2 separate regions of the Mus musculus genome follow, and region 1 is linked to region 2. A link is a contact called in public HiChIP or PLAC-seq data. All regions are on one chromosome and are shown on one strand. Each heading gives the region's core, a stretch centred on a gene start, on an enhancer-like site or on the middle of the called end of the contact. The rest is flanking DNA. Distances are from core to core; before and after follow the strand shown.

What was found. HiChIP or PLAC-seq counts read pairs in DNA pulled down with a chosen protein or histone mark.
Region 1: an H3K27ac HiChIP or PLAC-seq map of neural progenitor cells shows a contact between it and region 2, with 4 times the contacts expected there. The contact joins the promoter of Cacng5 here to the enhancer-like site in region 2. A contact is called at or near these places in 3 of 39 promoter capture datasets (HPC-7-derived erythroid cells, epiblast stem cells and hippocampal neurons), 13 of 484 Hi-C or Micro-C datasets (the HPC-7 cell line, LSK cells, the N1E-115 cell line and 8 more), 1 of 115 datasets of contacts at active chromatin or transcription factors (neural progenitor cells) and 2 of 9 other capture datasets (adipose tissue and pancreatic islet).

What each region holds. Positions count from the first base shown.
Region 1 is chr11:107,909,985-107,917,860 of GRCm38.p6, reverse strand. It overlaps Cacng5 (calcium channel, voltage-dependent, gamma subunit 5), which reads left to right and starts at 2,806. Exons shown (of 6, transcript NM_001199301.1): 1 at 2,806-2,961.
Region 2 is chr11:107,863,081-107,870,029 of GRCm38.p6, reverse strand. No RefSeq gene overlaps it. Among named protein-coding and RNA genes, the nearest start is that of Cacng5, 48 kb to the left of the region's middle. Within about 2 kb of position 2,234, at least 24 of the 459 cell types and tissues checked have an H3K27ac peak or open chromatin away from gene starts, as enhancers often do. A contact at or near this core is called in cortical neurons, forebrain and neural progenitor cells, where this site is marked.

The sequences.
Region 1 (7,876 bases), core at 1,557-4,056, 47 kb before region 2:
ATTATGTCAACAGGAGCGTTTCCAGCCCCGCTGTAACGGCAGCCTCTGAGTAGACTTCCTCTCCTGCCATTCCAGGCCTGTCTTCATCTGCAGCCAGCTCTGCAGAGCTGTAGCTAGGGATGGAGGCTCTGCTTAGGGCTGAATGCTTTCCTTTCCTTTCCTGGCGCCAGCTCAGGGGTCTTCCAGCCTGAGGGCAAGACTCCTTCAAGGACCAGAAAGGCTTTTTTAAAATAAAAGAATATAAATATATATATACATATATGTATGTATATGTGTGTGTGTGCGTGCGCGTGCGCACGTGTGTGTGATGTGTGTATGTGTGTGTGTGTGTGTGTGTGTGTGTGTGTGTGTACACTGTAGCTGTCTTCAGACACACCAGAAGAAGGCATCAGATCTCATCACAGATGGTTGTGAGCCACCATGTGGTTGCTGGGATTTGAACTCAGGACCTCTGGAAGAGCAGTCAGCGCTCTTAACCGCTGAGCCTTCTCTCCAGCCCCAGAAAGGCTTTTTAACACAGCTCTCCCTACCCCCACCCCAATCTATGTCTGCAGCTGTCTAGCCACACCCATCCAACCCCAGCCCATTTGCATTTCAAACCTCGGTGAAATTTCCTATGTTCTGTCCACAGTCTATGCTGACTCCTTCCTCCTCTCCAAACTCCCTCTCTGCCCTCTGTCTTACTACTGGAAGGCTCTTCATCCTGCAGGTCTGCATCTCAAGGCCAGATAAGTAACTTTCATACAGACCATGTCAGGTGCAACATCCTTCACCCACAAGGTCTCAGAAGCTCAAGATTCTCACCAGTTCTGGCCGCACCGCGAGGAGGGAGTCTGTGCAAAACATAGCAGAGCATCTCAGCCAAAGTGATTATGAATTACATCGTGGGAAAGCTTATCAATACACACACCAAACACAGCCTTCCCAAGAAAGGGTTGTACAACTGCCCGAGCCATACCCTGGTTTCCCAGAAGTGAGAGATTCAGAGAGGTTATAAATTTTGTCTGAGGTCACACAACTAGCTAGGTGGCAGATTCAGGTTGAAGATCACATCCCAACAAATCCACATCCTTTCTCTCTCAGTCACCAAGTCTTGGGGCACACTGCATTGGGCAGACTGGGAAGGAAGCCACGGGCATCCCTGGAAATGCCCTATGTAAAGAGTTTCAATGGAAAAAGAAAAAGTTGGGCATGGTGGCACATGCCTGTAATCCCAGCAGAGGCAGAGGCAGGTGGATTTCTGTGAATTCAATGTCTCTTTAGTCTCACTATGTAGCCCTGGCTATCCCGGCACTCACTGTGTTGAACAGGCTGGGCCTCAAACTCAGATCTTCTTTGTCATTTTGTGGCACGGATCCACCACACCTGTAGTGTAGTTTGTTTAGCAGCTATCTCCTTGGCAGCTTTAGTCTCTTGAAAAATTTATCCAACTTTTAGACATTCATTCAACAAACACCTCCCTCGCACCTGCTCTGTGCCAAGCCTTCTGCCTAAGCTCATAATATCAAGGAGAATGTCAATCAACTCATCATTGCCACACTGATGACTCCTGGGCCCAGAGGAGGAAGAGAAATGCATCCTTATACCACAGGGAGAACCAATAGTATGTGGTGCAGTTTCTATACAGCAGTATCCACCCACGGTCTGGATCAAGCAACCTTAGCCATAAAGGGCTTTCGTACAAGTGATGTCTTATAGTCTGGGGGTAAATGTGTTCACTGCTGATATCTCCGTGTCTGACACTGACCACTGGGCAGAGGAAACAGCTGAGTTGGTAAAATGCTAGCAAATATTTGCAGTCCAGACACTGGGAGCAGGAACAGGAAAAATCCCTGGGACTTGCTGACCAGCCGAGTCTAATCAGAGTTCCAGTACCAAGATCCCAACTGCATGCATGCACGCACATGTGTGCACACTGGGCATGTGTGTCACACACACACACACCACACATGAACTCACACACACATGAGCACACATTCACACGAACCATCTTCATTGCCTGAAGGAACTTGACAGAAGAGTCAAGTTGCTGGAGGACGCCCGCGGCCAGACTGCCCAAGCCTACATCCCTGCAGGGCATGCTTCCAGCTTGCAGCAAATGCTACTGTGTGCAAAGTTTACACATGTGTGGACAAAGTTACCAGCTGCCATTTCAGAGACATGAAGGTGGACTGATGTTCCAGCCAGAAAGAGTGAGCCATATGTCTTCCCAGCCAGTCTGGCTGGATAGCCGCCCTTCACCATACCATGGCTCCAGCTGCAAATTGTCTGGGGCTTCATAAACCTGTGAAATTAAGTTTGACGGTGCCACGGAAGCCAGGTAACAATTTAGAGAAGGAAGAAATGCTTAATGCCAGAGCCAGGCAGCTATGAGCTACAGATGTGGTTCTGTGGTGTGTCTTCAGGAACACCCTTGGGTCTGAGCTTTCCCCTTGGCATCCATGAAATGGGAAGGTTGTGAAGGTCAAATGACCAGAGACCTGAAAAGTGTTTTGACTAGTGTCTGGCCCTCAGAACTCAATAAACAACTGGCTGGGGCTGGAATAATCTCTCCACCACCGACTGCAGCGGCCGCCACAGGACGATAAGTCTGACTCAAGGCAGGTGCTCTCGTTTGGAAAGCCTCCCTTCTCCTACGACAACCCCCAAAGTCTTCACCTACAGCCTCCACGAGGACGCTTCCCCACCCCAAGGGTTCTCCTCTGGGTGGAAGGCAGCATCCTTCTGTCCCAAAGCCCACCCGCAACTGACTGCATTGGGAAGTCAGGCCCCGCCCAGACCCCGCCCCAGACCCCGCCTTCTTCTAGTCCAGTGTTCCAGCGGCGGCCACCCGCACGGTAGCTGGCGCAGAGCAGCTCCGGCGGACCGGACGGGGCGGGCGTCCGGCAAGCAGCGCGGCACCTTTCACCGCGCGCAGCCCACAAGGGACCTTCCAGGCGAGTCTGGGGTCGTGACCGTGAGGTAAGAGCAAAGATGAGCAGGAGGGATATACACACGCCTTATCGGGGGTCCAGGAAGCGATTATCTCTAGTGGAGTCAATGCTACTGCGTTGAGCTGGCCTCCTTAACTGAGTAGCCAGGGGCAGGGTGGGGCGTGCAGGCGCTCTCTCTCTCTCTCTCTCTCTCTCTCTCTCTCTCTCTCTCTCTGTGTGTGTGTGTGTGTGTGCAGGGGTTGGGGATCATGACGCCCCCTCTTTGCCGATGCTTTCGAGCAATTTGCCCACTCCAAAGCCAAAGCCACACTTTCCCACCACAGACTTGAGTAAAACTGGAAGAAATGACCCGGATGCGGGATAGTAAAGGCCTCTGCCACCTGTTGAGCTGGGCTGTGGGGTCTCTGAGGGCCTAACTCTCCTAGGCTGTCAGGATCTGTGATTGGACTCACTTCCCAGTGGTCTCACCCATCTGCAAGTTACCTGCCCATCTTAGGACATCCGCTCTGCCTATCTTGCTTTCCTCCTGTCTGCCCTAGGCGACAGGAGGGGATGCCTGGGAGGGCTAATGGGAGAAAGGGGCTTGGCTAAAAGCCCCAGAGCTGATAAAGGTCCGTGGTGGGACACCACAAGGCATGGGGATTCCCTTTATGCTTTGTGTGAGATACCAACCCTCCCCCCAGGAGTACCCTATATTTTCCCCTAGCCACTCGAAAGTGCCCCCATTTAATGACTGGATCTCTTTACTGGAATCCTATCATGGTAATTGATGGAGCTGCAACATATGAGCAGTTTTAAAGTGAAATGAAATCTTGGGGCTGAACAGGGATTTAAAAACCATACCAGGTACCTCCCGTGGTTGCTGAGCAAGTCTCATCTCAAGGCTGGCTCTCAGGATGCTGAGAAATGGATAGCTTTCTACTTGGTCTTGCCACACAGGTGGCAGAAATTCCAACCGTTCTCAGGTTGGAGGCATCAGGGTTTTGTGACCTGGGAGAGGGCTTGGGGGCATGGTAGCTGAACTGTTCACATACAGCTGGAAGAGGCTGGCCTTAGTCTGTGATAGAAAGCATGGACTCTAACCCCATTCGCTCACCCTCTAACAGTGTAGCATTGGCTAATTCACAGAGCCCCTTGGAGGCTCTGTAAAGCTGGGCTGTCAGTTGTGAGAACAGAGTAAGGTCACACATGACAGTATCCATTCGCAGAAATGTCCAGGGCTGTCTCGGCTTCCTCAGACACTAGACTTGGGGATGGTGGCCACATAGTGAGGAAAGCCAAATTAGTTCTCCGAGAGGGACAATGTGCAGTGTGAAGAGCTTTCCAGAGCTCTGGTGGAGTTTAGATTCCCCGAGGATGAAGGAGCTGTAACTATGGAGCCATGACTCTAGGGGGAGCTATCATTGCTTCCCCAGGCTTCTGGTCCATTTTTTTTGCAGACTCCTGGGTCATTGCCAGCTAGTCCTTCACTGTGTGTCTGTCTGTCATCCCATCCTGAGTTTGGTGCTGGTCTTACATGGTGACAGAACTGGGGACAACTGCAGGTGACTTTACAGGCACTGGTAAATCCTCTCTTCACCAAATATCCACTTCTCCTGGAGTATAGCTGTCTGAGTTCTAATATTCTGCCATGAGAGATTTATTCCTTTGGTCCCCTGCCTTGCAACCTGTGTCAGCTACTAAACCTTCACAGTGATGGCTTCTTTAGAGACATTCGGGACCTTTAAGAAAAGAGGGTATGGACAGAAGACCAGAAAGGGGGAACATTTGGTGCAGAAGAGAAAAGATAGGACTTTCCAAAGGTGTGGTCCCCAGGGACCCAGTACCCTGGGAGGAAGGCAGGCTGCGAAGGCAGATGGCAGGTGACGGGCAGGGAAGAGCTGCACCTCGGTTGTGATTCTCTGTGGGAACAGGAAGCGGGTGCCTACTAAGGAAGCCTGTGCTAGACAGCTGACTGGGAGTGAGCTGCAGGGCCCTGTGAGAGGCGAAGCCCCAAAGCTGCCTCACCCAGCCACTCAGCATCTCTTCTCTCGGCACACAGCTCCAGCCCCACAGGCAGCCATGCAGCATTCTGTGTTTGGAACCTAGGCTGTGGCTCTGGCTGTTTACATTGTTAGGGCAGCAGAACAAGGTCACCAGTGCCACACACACACACACACACACACCCTGGCCCTCGTGTCACCTCTCCGGAGAGAAGCAGAAACAGTCGTTCACGCACACCTGACATGGCGCCCGAGATGATGGAGGCTGGAGGAACAAGGGATTCCACTGGAGTTAGCATGAATGGCTTGTGAGGTCCTGTGTATCTCAGAGTGGGGCATGCTAGAGAACTGTGGGAAGTCCCTGCTGAGAGAGCCCGTGGGCCAGCCTCATTGGGGAAAGGGTGGATGAGCATCTCTTAGATCTGTGGGTACCACTGCCACTGCTGACCAGTCCTGGTTTATGATAGTCCAAAGAAGAGTGTTTGCAGCCCACCCTAGTGGTCCAGAGGGCCGGGTCTCAACCAGAAAGGAGACACAGTGGGCCACTAATGTGTCTTTATGGTCTTGCATTCCCAATAGACATCTTTTTGTTTGTTTGTTTTATTCGGTTAGTTTTGTTTTTCTGATAAAGCCCCAGCTCTCATGTACCTCAGGCTAGCCTCAAACTATCCATGTAGCTGAGGATGGTTTCAAACCCCTTATCCTGCCTTCGCCTCTCAAGCACTGGGATTGTAAGCATGGACCACCATGCCTGCTTTCCGCAGGGCTGGGGATCAAGCTCAGGGCCTTATACAAGGTAGGCAAACATATCATCACCCAAGCTGAGCTACATCCCCAGCCCAAGGGACAAACACCCTTATATATAATGCTGACTTATATATAATGTTGATGGTGGCAGCATATCTTTGTTTCCATAATGAGCACCAGGGGGCTTGTGCCAACCACTGAGCTAAGTGACAGGGGGGGCTCTGGTATGCTTGGCTTTGGGGGGTGGGTATTCTTGTGTTTGGTGACAAGTAGGCTGACCTGCGTATTGCAGGATGTCCCCAGTCTCCACCAACTAGATACCAACAGCACTCATCCATCTACACACCTGGCTGTCCTCAGACATTTGCCTGATATCCCCTGGGGAGCAAGGCAGCCTGATGTTGAGAATCATTGGGGATCTAGCTAAGAATAAACTAGGAGAGAAGAAAAAAAAAAACAGTCCTGCTCCCTCAGGAGCAGTGTTATGCGAAAGCAGCAAAAAAGCAGTCAGCTGCATGGTGGAAGTGCTGGCGAGAGGGTGGGGTGAGAGGCTGAAGAGTGTGGGTGGGGTGGGCGGCCATTTCTAAAGGAGACTCAGTGGTGGCGTGCCTGAGTAGGTGACATTTCGGCAGAGAGGGGAAGTGAGGAGAGAGAGCAAAGTGTGCAGAAATCTGGGGACCCACCTGCCAAGCAGTGGGGGGGATAAAGCTTAAGGGGGCAGTGGCTGGGGCTGGGTGGAGTGGATGAGGGTAGGGACAGGTTGCTGGAGTCTGATGATTTAACCCCCCCCCCCACACACACACACCCTCATAGGACTTTGCATTTTCACACTGAGCGCTCACAGCCTGCTGGGTGCCGACCTACACCATCTCGACTGCCTTTAGCTGACATTGAAAGAGGTAGGCGCTTTTTCTTTACTTGGTTTTTCGATTGTAAGGAGTAAGGTCCAGAAGGGTGGAGGAACGTGGAAGATGTAATGGACAGCCCGCACTCTTGTCTCCCGCAAAAGTGCACTCTGGGGCTGTGCCGTGTTGAGTTTTCTGCCCCAGCTCTAGCCCTGCACTGAAATATCTCCCAGTGCCTGTGTTTCCTCTGAGGAGGGTGACCCCACCCCCACATGTTGGTGATCTTTGGGGATAGCATTTATCCTTATTGCATATGTCTCACGCCTGTTACCAAGAACTAGGAGGTAAGTGGCCCCTCCCGCTCCTAGGCAACATCTCTTATGTTTGAGTTTGTATGTATTCATTGAACGGGACCCGGGCTATCTGCTGAGGTTGGGACCAGTATCCCAGGAGGTCAAGGGACGTGAACCCAAGACTTGGAGAAGCAAGAGGAAGCTTTGTGTTTGTGCTCCAGTGTCTCTCCAGGCCTTCAGGGCTGGCTTGCCAATCTCCCTCTGCTGAGGCTGGCCTCGAAATAGAATGTTCCACAGTTGAGTGGAATTGCTGAGACCATATCCCTCCCCAAGACTCTCTTGCCCCATGCAGAAGTCAGAGTCTCAATTAGTCCCAGGCAGGCCCTTATTTATTGATCAAGCAGTATGTATGAGAAGTCAGGTTCTTCTTAAAAATAGAGGTTTAAAATTAGCTCAGAACTGGGAAAGGGGAAGCAGCCCACAGCAGCTACAAAGGACTGACCTCCTTGGTGACTGCTGCAATGAAAGCCTTGATGCTTTCCCTTGCCCAAGGATCCCAGGATGAGGAAACGTGTAGAGGGGTGCTGCTGACACCTGGAAGAAATCCATCTGCCAGCCTGAGTGAGGGACATCCAAGCTAATGATGGATCCTGTACCAGGAACTCACATCCCATGGGCATGAGGAATATCCTTGATTTGGGTGGGAAAGCCTGGGTTATAGAGTTGCCTGTGCAGATACAGTGTCCCTTCCAGGGATGGACTGTGTGGGAGCCTGGGTCCCTCGGGGTTCCATTAGGAGGAGGGGATATAGAACGGAGCATCCTGGGAAATGACAGCAGGTACAAAGCCTGGTAAGTGTCCTGCCTGCTCAGCCTTTGGCGATGCAGCTTACTGCCGTGTCAGTGGATCACTGAGAACAAAGACCTGGGCAGTTAGTCATGATCCCCTCCCCCACCATCTCTGCAGTGGACACATGGGCATGTAGTCTGGAGCTCAACCCCTTTGTGTGCCTTGAAAGAGTCACTTGACCTCCCTAAGCTCCAGTTTCTCTAATTCTGAAATGAAGTGGTGAGCAG
Region 2 (6,949 bases), core at 985-3,484:
GTCAGGAGCACTGATATTTTGGCCTGAAAATTCTCTGTCTGTAAGGCAGGTTATTCAGCAATGTCTCAAGCCACCATGTGTCGGTAGCATAGCCATCCTCCACTGTGGCAGTCCAAACATTTAGATGTTGTCAGCTGTCCAAGGGCGGTGTACCCAGTTTAGAAGCACCCAGCCTTGCCTCGCATTCTCTCTGTGCCAATCCAGTAGGTTGCATCCTATACCTACAATAACCCCATAAAGGAAGTATTATTCTACTTATCTTATAGTGGAGGACACTGGGGAGTTAAGCGATTTGCTTTATCAAGAAGTAGTCCTAACCCTCCATCCTTCAGAGAGCTGGTAGCTCACTATAGAAGACCTGTGATGCCAATCCTGTGGCCCAGAGACAGGAAAGAAAGATAGTAGAGATGGGATGGTAAGGCTCAATGAAATTGAGCATCCTTTAGCTGGTTCCCAGAGCCCAAGGACTGAAGGCTAGATTGGCATGACACCAAATCCTGAAGTATACAAGAAATCTATTGTTTTAAAAGTGATGTTTGCTATGAAACCTTCAAACTCTGTTCAAAAATACAAGAGGGGGGCAATTGAGGTAGCTCGTTCAATCAAGTGCCTGCCACACAGCATGGGGACCTGAGTTCAGATTCCTGGCACTGGAGAAAGAAACCAGGCACAGTGGTATACCTCAATAACTTTAATGCTGTATAGAGAAGGCCAGACACAGGAGACTCCTCAGAGCTCTCTGGTCAGCCAGCCTAGCCAATCAGTGATCTCTGGGCTCAGCAAAAGACCCTGTCTCAAAATATATGGAAGAAGATACCCAGTGTCAAACTCGGACCTCCACATGTAGTCACACATGTTCACACAAACCTGCACACACATGATTACATAGACCTGTACACACACATGTTCACACAAACCTGCACACACATGATCACACAAACCTGTACTCACACATGTACACACAAACCTGCACACATACACACGTGCACACAAGCAAACACACATATGCTTCACATACACAAAATTAACTGGTAACAAAGGCAGTTGAGTGATAGCTCCTGTCCCTCATCCAGCCTCAATGAGGACCAACCATGTTCGACTGCAGATTGCTTAGAAGCAAATCTTTAAAATCAGGTCAATTCCCCTGCGACGAGTTCACTGTGTATCTATAAGAAACGTGGGTTCCTTCACCTCACAATGCCCACAATACATGGAAAACAGTGAAAAATATTTTGGGGGACAGTGCTGGAGATGACACCATGGTTTTATGCATGATAATCATGTGACTTTATGTTTTAATGAAATCATGTTGTTATAATACTGTGGATAATTCACCAAATATCCACGATAATGCTTGACTTCCCCTGTGATTTAAACTATGCTTTTGTGGCTGAATCTCCCATACCTGGCCCTGCTTCTTGCATTTCTCCTTGTCACTGGGTTTGTCCTCTTTACCCTCTGTCTGTCTGTCTGTCTGTAGAGTGCCCCACAGCTTGGAGCTTTATGGCTAGGTCCTCACGCCGCTGGTGATTTGGATTTTCTGATCCTTCTGTCTCCTGCGAATTAGCGTGTGAATCTAGACACTTACTTGAACACAGATCCAAGTACTGATACTTTTTCATGGGCCCTGTGATATATTTATCTACGGTTAACACGCAGAGTCCAGTTTTATTCTGTAGTGATTTTTAAATGGTGATGTTCCAATATCATTCCTCCTTTGTTTCTGAGGTGGGACACGACTATCTGAGAAGCTCCTGTCTAAACTCAGGTTTCTCTGTCTTGGTCCCCAAGCTGATCTGTACCCACATGTGAACATATGAGGTCCGCAGTTAGAGAGGCATTTGAGCTGGGTCCAACAAAGTCTAATAGCGACATTTTCCTGGGTCTCCCCAGAAGCCATTCTTCAATCTTCTCTTCAATTCATGAATATTCATGCCGTTCGTTCTGGCTCTGTGCTCCAGGGACATTAAACAACCCAAGTTCTCCAAAAGTCTGATCTGGAGGAAGGACTGAAGAATAATCAATCAAGCCAAGAGAGAAGAGACACACCATGAGGCTAGAAGGCCATTCAGAAGGAGGCTGGGACTGGGTCAGGTTCCCCCGTCACAGGATGACATTGCCCTGAGCTAGCCCCCTCCCTCCCTCACCCCCAGCCCCATTCTCACAGGGAGAAGAGCCTTTCCTGGATTCACAGCAGCTGTGAGTCACCAGCTTCCCTGCTCCAAACCCTACAGAGAAAAATGCAAATGGAATCTGGTGACTGGGAACTAAAGCCACTTCTGTGTGGGAGAGATGTTATAATACCAGGCTGTCGCCAAATTAACATTGTTAAACAAACGCGCAAAAATAGCAGCCGTAATTATCCCCGTACAGTAGCTCAATCTGCAGCTTTCTGTGCATTTTTGCTCACCCCCTAAATACAGGGCTGTCGTCTTCCCTGTTCCTTGGAGCTTCCTTCTTCCCTCAGCCAACTCCCAGAAACCCCCGTCTCCTTGGGAAACATGGCGGGGGATAATACAATGCTTCAACGCCTCCTCTACGCATCGATTCAACCCACATGCACGTGGAGTCCAAGAGGAGCTATTTGACTCAATCTCTCAACTCCGAGATATGGAGGCCTGGGTTTGCCTGACCTTTGCTCTTTGCCCTTTGTCCCTGATGCTCCACACGCTCCTCTGGCTGGCATCCCTCAAACTCCTCCCTCGAGACAGGGCTGCAATCAATGTAAAGACTGATATCTCTTCTCTGAACCACTCAGGGACAGAAGTGTTTGGGATCTCAGATTTAATTTTAGATTTTGGAATATTTGCGTGTCCATAACTCGACACCTCAGGGATGAGATTCGGACCTAAACACAAAATCCATTTATGCCTTAGATATAATCTTATGCCCATAGCCTGAAGGTAGTTTTCTTGAGATTTGGGGCTCTCGTAAATTTTTCCACCAACTTCAGCTCCCTGGGCTCAGCCCAGATCTCACATGGGTGCCCTTCTGTTCCCCAGGCCAGGCCTAGCAGTCACTCATACCTCTGAATGACTCCATATTCCTGCCGGTGAGATGACTCGGGATAACAGCACCCACCACCAAACTCGGGGCCCATATGGTAGGAGAGAACCAATTCCCACAGGATGTTCTCAACAACCACATGTATGCTACAGCATACACCCCGACTCCTCACCCCGCCACACACAGCTAATTAACTAGTTAAAAAAAAAATTTAAGCCAGGCAGTGGTGGCACAGGCCTTTAATTCCAGCACTTGGGAGGCAGAGGCAGGAGGATTTCTGAGTTCAAGGCCAGCCTGGTCTACAGAGTGAGTTCCAGGACAGCCAGGGCAATACAGAGAAACCCTGTCTCGAAAAACCAAAAAAAAAAAAAAAAATTAAAGACTCTACAGTCACACAGTCTTGCTTCCCCAGTAGCTTGGCTTCCTGAGCTATTGACAAAAGTAAACACCTTTTCTTATCGCTGTGACCTATAAGACCTTATTGACATTTGCAGCGATATTTTTACACCACAATCGAAGATCAGCCAAGAACGCAGTGGGTGTCACATAAAAGCCTTGGTCCTGTGTGCAGCATTGTTGCAAGCCTGCTAGCGTCGTATCCACTAGTGACATTATATCACCCTTTGTGGTAGTAAAGAAACCAGTTTCAACTATAAGGTCCGGTATGGAGTTTCCTATCATCTTCAAAGGTGTCACTATTTGGAGCATCTCAGGTTTTTTTGTGGGTTTTTGGTTTTTGGGGTTTTTTTGTTTGTTTGTTTTTTGGGGTTTTTTTTTTTTGATTTTTGTTTTTTGGTTTTTTGGTTTTTTTTTTTTTTTTTTTTTTGGACTTTCAGATTATTGGTTCCCAACCTGGACCTGCCTGTGACACCATGGCTGCTCTAGGGATCTCTCTGCCTCCTGCTCATCCTGACCTGTACCCCCCACTACCCCCTCCTACCTATCCCCACCCCCTACCCCAGCCTGCATAGGGCAGCTATCTGAAGGAGAACTGGAGCAGGTGGGGGGGGGGGGGTGTCTCAAGCATAAGTTGGCTTCCTGGCAAGCTGGAGTCAGAACAGGAAGTCCAGGCCAGGAGATGGGAGGGTCAAGAAGATGTAATCTCAGTAACACATCCCCCAGGATCTGCTCAGGATAGCTCATGGGGTCCACAGAGCAATAGTCCGCTCCTCCCTCTGCCTCAGCTGGTCAGTGATCTAACCCTCCACCTTCCTTCCGTGCCTCTCGATTAGATACTACAAAGGTAACTTGTTACTGGGAGGATATACATCAAAGGTGGCCGCCGTTAGTCCACCGGGCATGTAGCCACTTAGGAGGACCTTTCCAAGCCCCGGCTCTCAGCTGGGGCCAGGAGTGAAGATAAGAGCAGTCAAGCTCACCCTTGGCCCTCTAGGATGCTCACAGTCAAGCAGCGAGGCCATGGTGAAGATGCTAATGATTATTGTCATAGTTTGGTAGACACATGTCATACCCGGAACCCCCCTCAGTGAGGGTTTTGGCAACCCAACTTCTAGCTGGCTGCTGAGACAGCTGTCAGTAGACAACCCTCGGCCAACAGCTCCTCCCTTTGGGAACCTCAGTCCTCCCTGGACAGCCTACATCCAATGACAGACAGCTTGCTACAAAGGCACTGAAATCAGAACAACTCGCAATACTACTAAGGTTCACCGGCCTATAGCACCCCCTAGGGGTCGAGTCGGGACTACATCTAGGCTCACCTCTTGGAAGCTGTGCCTTCCCACCTTTCCGTTTTTTCAAGGGCTGAGCTCTAGGACACTGTCCCAAGGCCTGTCAGCTTGGCATTTTGTTCCCATCGTTTGCTTCCCAAGAGCCATGGGACTGCTCATGAGATCAGCAGGCTTGCTTTCACAGCCTCCTGCACTTGCTGGTAGCTGCAGGAATGGACCACAAACAGCATCTTTCATTTCTGTGTGTCCCCTTGTCCTTCTCACTGTCTTCTGGCCACAGAGATGACAAGGGACACAGACAAAGCTGATGGTAGCCCTCATATGGGCTGCATGGTTGGACGGGAGAGCCAGGCACTAGACAGACCCCCTGTGCCCATTCCATGATTAGCCTAACTATGCACACCATTGTCTTTTGTCTCACAAAAGGACTGAGTGAGGAATCCAACGTCACACAGCTAAAAGGTCATAAGTTATGGACCAGATAAATTTTGCCACAGGGACTCTGGGTGTCCTGGGATATCCTTAAAGTGTCCCTAGAAAAGTAAAGGCAGGGAAAGAGATGTTAAAGACCTCCATGCTTATTCAGCAAGGCACTTACTTGACCCATGGAACTATCTCCCCAGCCCACTGTGTGATTTCAGACTCCAGCATCCAATGCTAGGGGCTGTGGCTTACCTTGATGTGGACAGCCTGCCTTCTCGTTCATTTAGTTTGTTAAGAAAATGTTGAGCCTGGCAAGATGACTTAGCAGGTAAGTGGCTTGCTGCCAAGCCTGACAACTGAAGTTTGATCCCTGGGGCCCACGTGCTGAAAAGAAAGAATGGACTCTGGTGGGTCCTCTGCATGCCCCCCCCCCCATTGGCACACATATGACCACACACATATACACCTACACATACGTGATAAGTACATGGCTAGCCAATGTGCACAAGCACATTGGAAATTGATTTTTGGGATCTGAAGTCAATACTCTGCATTTATTCCTTATCACATAATACATGTGCATATTCAACACAGAACGGGTACCATCCAAGAATCGTTTCTTCTCCCCAAATTCAAAGCTTTCCCAGGTCTATAAGGAAAAGAAGTAACCACTCTGCCCTCTAGTGGCCAGTTTGTCATCGCCGTTTCCCTTCATCTGTCCTTGGCCTGGGGTGTTGCCAAGAGGATTCCCTTCACAGTCAAGCATTGGTATAAGGCAAGTCTACTCTTGGAAATGCAGAAGATGTGGTCATTTCAATAGCCTTGTCCCATCCCCAGACACCCACCTACTGTGTTTGGCATTTATGGCAGCCTAGAGGAGCCAAGAGACCTCTGTCTAACAAAGGCCTAGGACCAAGCTTAATACCCAGTGTATCCCATCTTACCTCGAGACAGTCTGAAACTTCCATAAAAGTTCCCAATTCCAAACACAGATCTTATACTAAAGGCTCCAACTCCCAATGGCAAATGGTACCTTTAGTGCCTTGGTGATTTCTTTCCCCCCACATTATTCCTAAGCCCAAAGACACACCTAGTGGTGTAGTTATTAGGCAATCGTTTATGGACCCCATTCCCTATTCCATTCTGGAGTTGCGCTTGTCCTGGGGGATGGATGTTCTGTCCCCCTGTGGATGGGAACAATATCCACTGTGACCTTGTTTCTCCAGCCCTACCACAGGCGCTGTTCTTGAGCTTGTCTTCATCTTTGACCCAACCCAAGTAGTGATTTCACTATCCATATTGTTCTTTCTGAACCTTCTGTGTTCCCTGTGCCCCTAGGACATGAAGGTCCCTGTGGTGGTTTGGATAAGGATGACCCCCATAGGGTCGTATGTGTGAATGCTTAGTCCTCAGGGAGTGGCTACAAAGAATTAGGAAACATGGCTTTGTGGGAAAAAGAGTGTCACTGGGCTTTGGGGTTTCAAATGCTCAAGCCACACCCAGTCTCTCTCTCTCTCTCTCTCTCTCTCTCTCTCTCTCTCTCTCTCTCTCTCTTTCTCTCTCTCTCCCTCCCCCTTCCCCTCTCCCCTCCCTCCCCACCCCTCTCTCTCTGCATGCTGCCTGCAGTTCCAAACATAGAACTCTTCAGCTACTCTCCAGCACCAGGTCTGCCTGCCTGCATGCCGCCATTAGACAATGGACTACACCTCTGAACTGTAAGTCAGCCCCAATGAAACATGTTCCTTTATAAGAGTTGCTGTGGTCAACGGTGCCTCTTCACAGCAGTAGACAATGACTAAGACAGTCTATCCTGGACCATATCTGGAGAGACT